2 separate regions of the Mus musculus genome follow, and region 1 is linked to region 2. The links are chromatin contacts, called in public HiChIP or PLAC-seq maps. All regions are on one chromosome and are shown on one strand. Each heading gives the region's core, a stretch centred on a gene start, on an enhancer-like site or on the middle of the called end of the contact. The rest is flanking DNA. Distances are from core to core; before and after follow the strand shown.

What was found. HiChIP or PLAC-seq counts read pairs in DNA pulled down with a chosen protein or histone mark.
Region 1: a contact with region 2 is called in a FOXA1 HiChIP or PLAC-seq map of pancreatic cancer cells. The contact joins the enhancer-like site here to the promoter of Washc1 in region 2. A contact is called at or near these places in 2 of 39 promoter capture datasets (embryonic stem cells and hippocampal neurons), 2 of 115 datasets of contacts at active chromatin or transcription factors (embryonic stem cells and pancreatic cancer cells) and 2 of 9 other capture datasets (adipose tissue and embryonic stem cells).

What each region holds. Positions count from the first base shown.
Region 1 is chr17:66,364,140-66,366,839 of GRCm38.p6, reverse strand. Mtcl1 (microtubule crosslinking factor 1) reads left to right here. Exons shown (of 14, transcript NM_172963.4): 8 at 299-496. Among named protein-coding and RNA genes, the nearest start is that of Mtcl1, 84 kb to the left of the region's middle. Within about 2 kb of position 1,364, at least 81 of the 459 cell types and tissues checked have an H3K27ac peak or open chromatin away from gene starts, as enhancers often do. A contact at or near this core is called in adipose tissue, embryonic stem cells and pancreatic cancer cells, where this site is marked.
Region 2 is chr17:66,110,279-66,113,014 of GRCm38.p6, reverse strand. It overlaps Washc1 (WASH complex subunit 1), which reads right to left and starts at 1,469. Exons shown (of 11, transcript NM_026833.1): 1 at 1,366-1,469.

The DNA of each region.
Region 1 (2,700 bases), core at 115-2,614, 250 kb before region 2:
TTCATGAGTTCTTTTCTAATAAATTGAGCACCCTTCCTAGACTGCTTAAATGAAAGAAATGCAGGGAGTGGAATGGGCCTCTTAGTGGAAAAGACAGAGAAGGACTTCATCACTTCCAAAGTGAGCAGTTACCCCAGCAGGCCACGCGTAGTTCTAGTGTGAGGCTTGTGTGAGACCAGGTGTTTAAGACTAACTAGTCTTGGCTACTCATAAGGAGACTCCGTCATATTTGAATAGTTGGTCTGTAGAACCAAAGAGTATAGTCGAAGTTAAGATCATTATGCCTCCTGGTTTTCAGAGCGAACATCCAGAGAATGTGCCTGGGCTTGCTGAGCTTGGAGTCCAGGGGGTTCACCAGACAGATGGGATAGACCAGGAGGATGCTGACCAAGGCTGTAGCCTTCCCATGGGAGAGCATGCCCCACACTCCCTGGTACAGATCAGCGAACACGGATCACGGCTACAGAGTTCAGACGGGGGACCACTTAACAAACAGGTAGGTGCCTAGCTCTCAGGCCAGCATTCTGTACACCCAGGAGGGAGACTCTCATCTTATTCCAAATGCTGATGTTCCTGGGTGCACAAAAGTCCTCAGCTGCCTCTGGTGACCTTTTGGTACTGGGGAAAGAATTGGAATGTCACCAGATGTCCTGACATGCCTTTCTTTCACTCCCATGTTAGCTCGTCTATTCATCTGGTTAGCCCATAGCTTAGGACCGTAGTTAGATCAGGTCTATTGAATACCTGCCTCCTTGGACCCAGAAAATTGGTCTCAGAATGAAGAAATTCAATAGGCAGACCTCTAAGAAGAGAGAATAATTGTTTTTAATCATAGAGAGGTAACAACCTTGAAGGGCTTTCTGGTTGGTGTTTAACTGAGTAGTCATTGCCAACAGCACTGCATTGGTAACATATTTTATAAGGAAAAATAAAGAAGTATTTGTTTAAATTCCCATCATGCACAAAGTATTTCACATCTCTCTGACCACTTGAAGCACACAACATGTATTTACATGGTGACACTTTGGACAAATTACAGAGTGTGTTAAGAGGAGTGTAGATTAAATATTACTAAATGGTTAGTGTCACCGAGGACCACAAACAGAAACTCCAAAGGCCAACTCCTCCCACAACCCCACATAAACATTATTTTATCTATCTATCTATCTATCTATCTATCTATCTATCTATCTATCTATCTATCTATTTATTTAACGTTCCTAAAACAAAGTAGTGTCTGTATTTGGAGACTTGAAATCCTGAGAGATCTCTGAGTACTTTCTGACCCTCCTTGGCTTCTCAGAGAGTTCTGACAGGAAGCCTGGATTCCTCACCCTGGCTGCCTGCTTGCAGGGGTAAGGGTGCAGGTTTTGGCACTGGGCATAGCCCAGCCTTCCAGCCACAGGCATTGTGGTTTACTCCTGCCATGTGCTGTAGCTGCTGTTTCTTTCTCACCTGTCCTCTCTGCCCAGAGTTGTGTGGGTCAAGTGGGAGTTGGCTGTCGCTAGCAATTTGGTGCAGATTCCAATGTGAAAACGGTGGTCTTTGGAGTGCAGGTTAAGAGGATATCTGGGGTTCCTCTCAGCGCTTTCTCTTCTTCATACACAAATCCGAACAGTTGTCTGTACCCCACCCACCTTCCTTCTCCCTCGAGCCTGTGAGTCAGGATGGAGATAATAACTTTCAAAGGAACCTCTCCTCACACTCACCAGGAAGTGCGTCAGCGTGCCAGAATCCCCAGGGAGATTTGAGGTCATGGAATAAGTTTTCCAGCAGTGATCTAGTTAGAGACTGGAATGGTACAAGCTATGAATAAAGCTTTAAACGTAGGCATTTTATTGATTTGAAAAGAGGTATTGTCATCAGTCGGAAGTGTCTCTGGCTCCAATCAATACTTAGACAGAAACCTGTCAATATGAAGACCATGTGGTGAAGCCTTTCCCAGGAGAGCACCCAAATGCTTTGGAGAAAGGAAGAGATGTAAACACATCTGGTTTTCTAAACAGTCATGGAAAATGTTACCGTGGGGGTGAAAAATAATGTAAAGTTACCCAGCCGGAACCACCCATCAGTGTGTCTGAATGTTTATTTCCCCCTCGCCTTCTGTGGTTTCTCTTAAAAGTAGGGCAGACATCTAAGTTTCCACCGCATACGGCGTGCAGGATGGGCTAGTTGGGGAGTGCTCATGTCAGAATCAGCTCTGCGTCTCCATCAGCCTGAAGTCAGGAAAGGGAACGTGCGCAGTGCCGTGTGCGCAGTGCCGTGTGCGCAGTGCCGTGTGCGCAGTGCCGTGTGCGCAGTGCCGTGTGCGCAGTGCCGTGTGCGCAGTGCCGTGTGCGCAGTGCCGTGTGCGCAGTGCCGTGTGCGCAGTGCCGTGTGCGCAGTGCCGTGTGCGCAGTGCCGTGTGCGCAGTGCGGACTGGTAAACCACAGCTGGTTCACTAGGCGTGAACATTCTCCATCAGAGGCAGCCTGAATGCAAGAGCCACGACGTGTGTTTTTAAAAGCTGCTGTGCAGAACCATGGCCCCTTCGAAGCCCAGGGGGAGTGATAAGTAGCGTGGGAAACATGGCCAAACGGCGTCCCCGAGGTTCAATAAGCAACTAACAACATTTTCCAACCCCAATCTTGGATTGGTGTTTTGCTGCAGTTCCCACCGCGGAACCCTGTCGACGGCAACATTTATCAGGTCCGGAGGAGT
Region 2 (2,736 bases), core at 220-2,719:
GGCTGCGAATCAATTATCTAATTCAAAATTGTTATCAATCAGTATGTTTGGTCATTTCATACACAAAAATGCAAACCATTTTAAGATCTGTGTGTGTGTGTGTGTCCCCTAACTGACAGACATCTTGCTTGATACCCTGCCCTGTGTTTACTCAGGGGGTCCTGATGTGAAGAGAAAGACAAGAGATTCTGCCCTGAGCCCCAGCTTCATACAGCATCGTTGCTCATGTTCACAATAAACTCTGGAACTAGGCATCGCTATTGCAAAGACGTTGATGGCTCTCACTGGAAAAGTCTGGAGTGTCACCGTGCAGGACACTCTGAGCACTAACCATCTCCACTGGGACAAGTGTCACTTCCAAAGTGAAGTTCAAGATAGGCCTGTGGACTACTGACATCCTTTCATGGTGTGGGTCATGTTCTGCCCCTCCCCTCTGCACCTTCTGCCCGTTATATACAATAATTCTGCCCTAAGTGCACAACACCTAGTAACCTCAGTGTCCATACTAGTAAGGGGGACTCATCATCTATGCAGGGGGATTTTCTGGTGATTCTGCTGCTCTGGGAACCCCGCATTCTGCAAGTAAACCCAGTAAACTCAGGGGTTCCCCCAAGGAACCCCTTTGATGGACTTGTACTTTGGGTTGTCATTTGGGGCCCTGTAAGGAGTGGGTAGATGCCTGTTTTCGGTCCTGCCCACAAGGGGAATTTTCCAAACCATCTAAAATGGATTGAAGGCCACTCTACTTGTGGGGGGAAATAATAAATAGCTCAGAAGTAAACGTAATTTACTGTAAGTCGTGAGTTTTGTTCTGAGACAAAAATAATTCCTCCCTCCAGCAAATGACTACAGTTCTACCTTGGCCTCCAATCGTTTCTGTTTATTTTTCACTTGTCATGCATGCCATGAATACATAAACATTCCTCTCTTATACATTCTTACACACACACATGCCTGTCAAGTATCTATGTTGACAGAGACCGTGCTTGTTGTTTAGCATAAGTGAAATGTTTCTAAGTGATCGGTGCTTAACCCAGATCACCAACCCCCCCCCCCCATATGTGCGTGTCACCAGTGTAATTCGTAATTTCGAAAGTGCTCAGCACAACCCACCCGCACCGTGCAAGTTGTCCTCCCACGCCCTGCTCCCCCTAATCTTCAGGAAGCCACGGGGCCTCTTCTCTGCAGCCGGAGCTGCAGGGTGTGGGAGGAGCGGCAGGCCGGATCCCTACATCGCCTTCCCGGTCCGTCCGGGCCCGTCCCGCCCGGGAGCCCTCACTCGCCTCCAGCCGGTGGGCGGCAGGGTCGCGGCCTCCTCCCGGTCCTGCGCTCCCAGTCCGCCCCTCGCCCACCCTGCACACTTACCCCAAGGCGGCGTCCTCACGTGAGCGTCCCCGCCCCCCGGTGACCCGCACTCCCAGGTCCTAGCGTCCACCACTGTAAGCTCGGCTCTCCGACTTCCGGCTCTCCGGGCTGCTGGTGGGCGGGGCCTAGACCAGGAAGCCGCCCCACACTCTGTGCTTAACCTTTCCTGTCTGGGAGATTCAGGTCTCTCCTGTTACCGGCTCCAAGAAACCCTCACACTACATATGCACTATATAGGACATCAAGTGGAAGTTCTCCAAACGCCCGCTCTGTTCCAGCCATGCATACTTCAGTGGCTTAATTAATCTTTTAGAAGATCCTACCTTTCCTGTGTTTACCTCTAAAGGTAAAGTCCCTTAGTCTCCAACTTAAAAAAAAAAAAAAAAATCAACGTAGAAGCGATCAGATACGGTATGATTTGACCTGGAGTACACAAGTTCTGCGTAGAAACAAACTGGAATATTGCTTACTAGGAATGAGAAAGCAGTGCTGTAGATGGACAGTCTGTGTGTGTGTGTGTGTGTGTGTGTGTGTGTGTGTTTTGAGAGTGTTGGGGGCAGATGAGTCTCCCCTACTACCGCATCCCTTATTCTAGTTTTCAGACAGCCTTCTTACCGGCAGCAAGCCAAAGCCGTAGGGCCAAAGAAGCCACAGACAGCCCACAGCTGATGAGCTCTTAGTCGGTCAGCAGCCACATAAGAATTGCTGACAGAAATCCACCCCACCCCACGGCCAAAAAACAGCTGGGAGCAGCACTAGGCCTGCAAAGATTGCCATAGCAACCAGGAAATGATTTTAAAGATGTATGTGTACAGGACCTGGAAAAAGAGCTCAGAAGTTAAGAGTACTAACTACTGGCGCAGGGGATCCAAGATAGGTTGCAACACCCACTTTGATCTACTCAGTCACCTGTAACTCCAGCTTCAGCATGATCCAGTGCTCCCTTCTGTCTTCTTTGGATACCCTTACACACACACACACACACACACACACACACACACCACATACAGGAAGACACAGTGGGCATGTCCAGGATCCTACATATTGCCAGGTTATGCAGGGTCTCTGTCAGTTAGTGTTGTGGCCATCTAATGTTGAAAGCAATGTGCCGTGGGGAAGTTGTGAGCTATGTGCTTGTGGGGGAGGGAGGGGCTCCCTCTTTGGCAGCTGGGGAGTCTTCTGGAAGGCAGAAAGCTCTTGCAAGCAGGGTTGGTAACAATGTGATAGGGAATAATCATACAAAGTTGTCCTGTCCTCTCGTGGGGTCTGGGGCAGTCCTCCTGCATCAGTCTTTACCATCTGAGGTCAGAGAGATGATGAAGGACTGGGTGGGTGCACAGCCTTCAGTGCCCTCACCCGGAGCCAATGCTG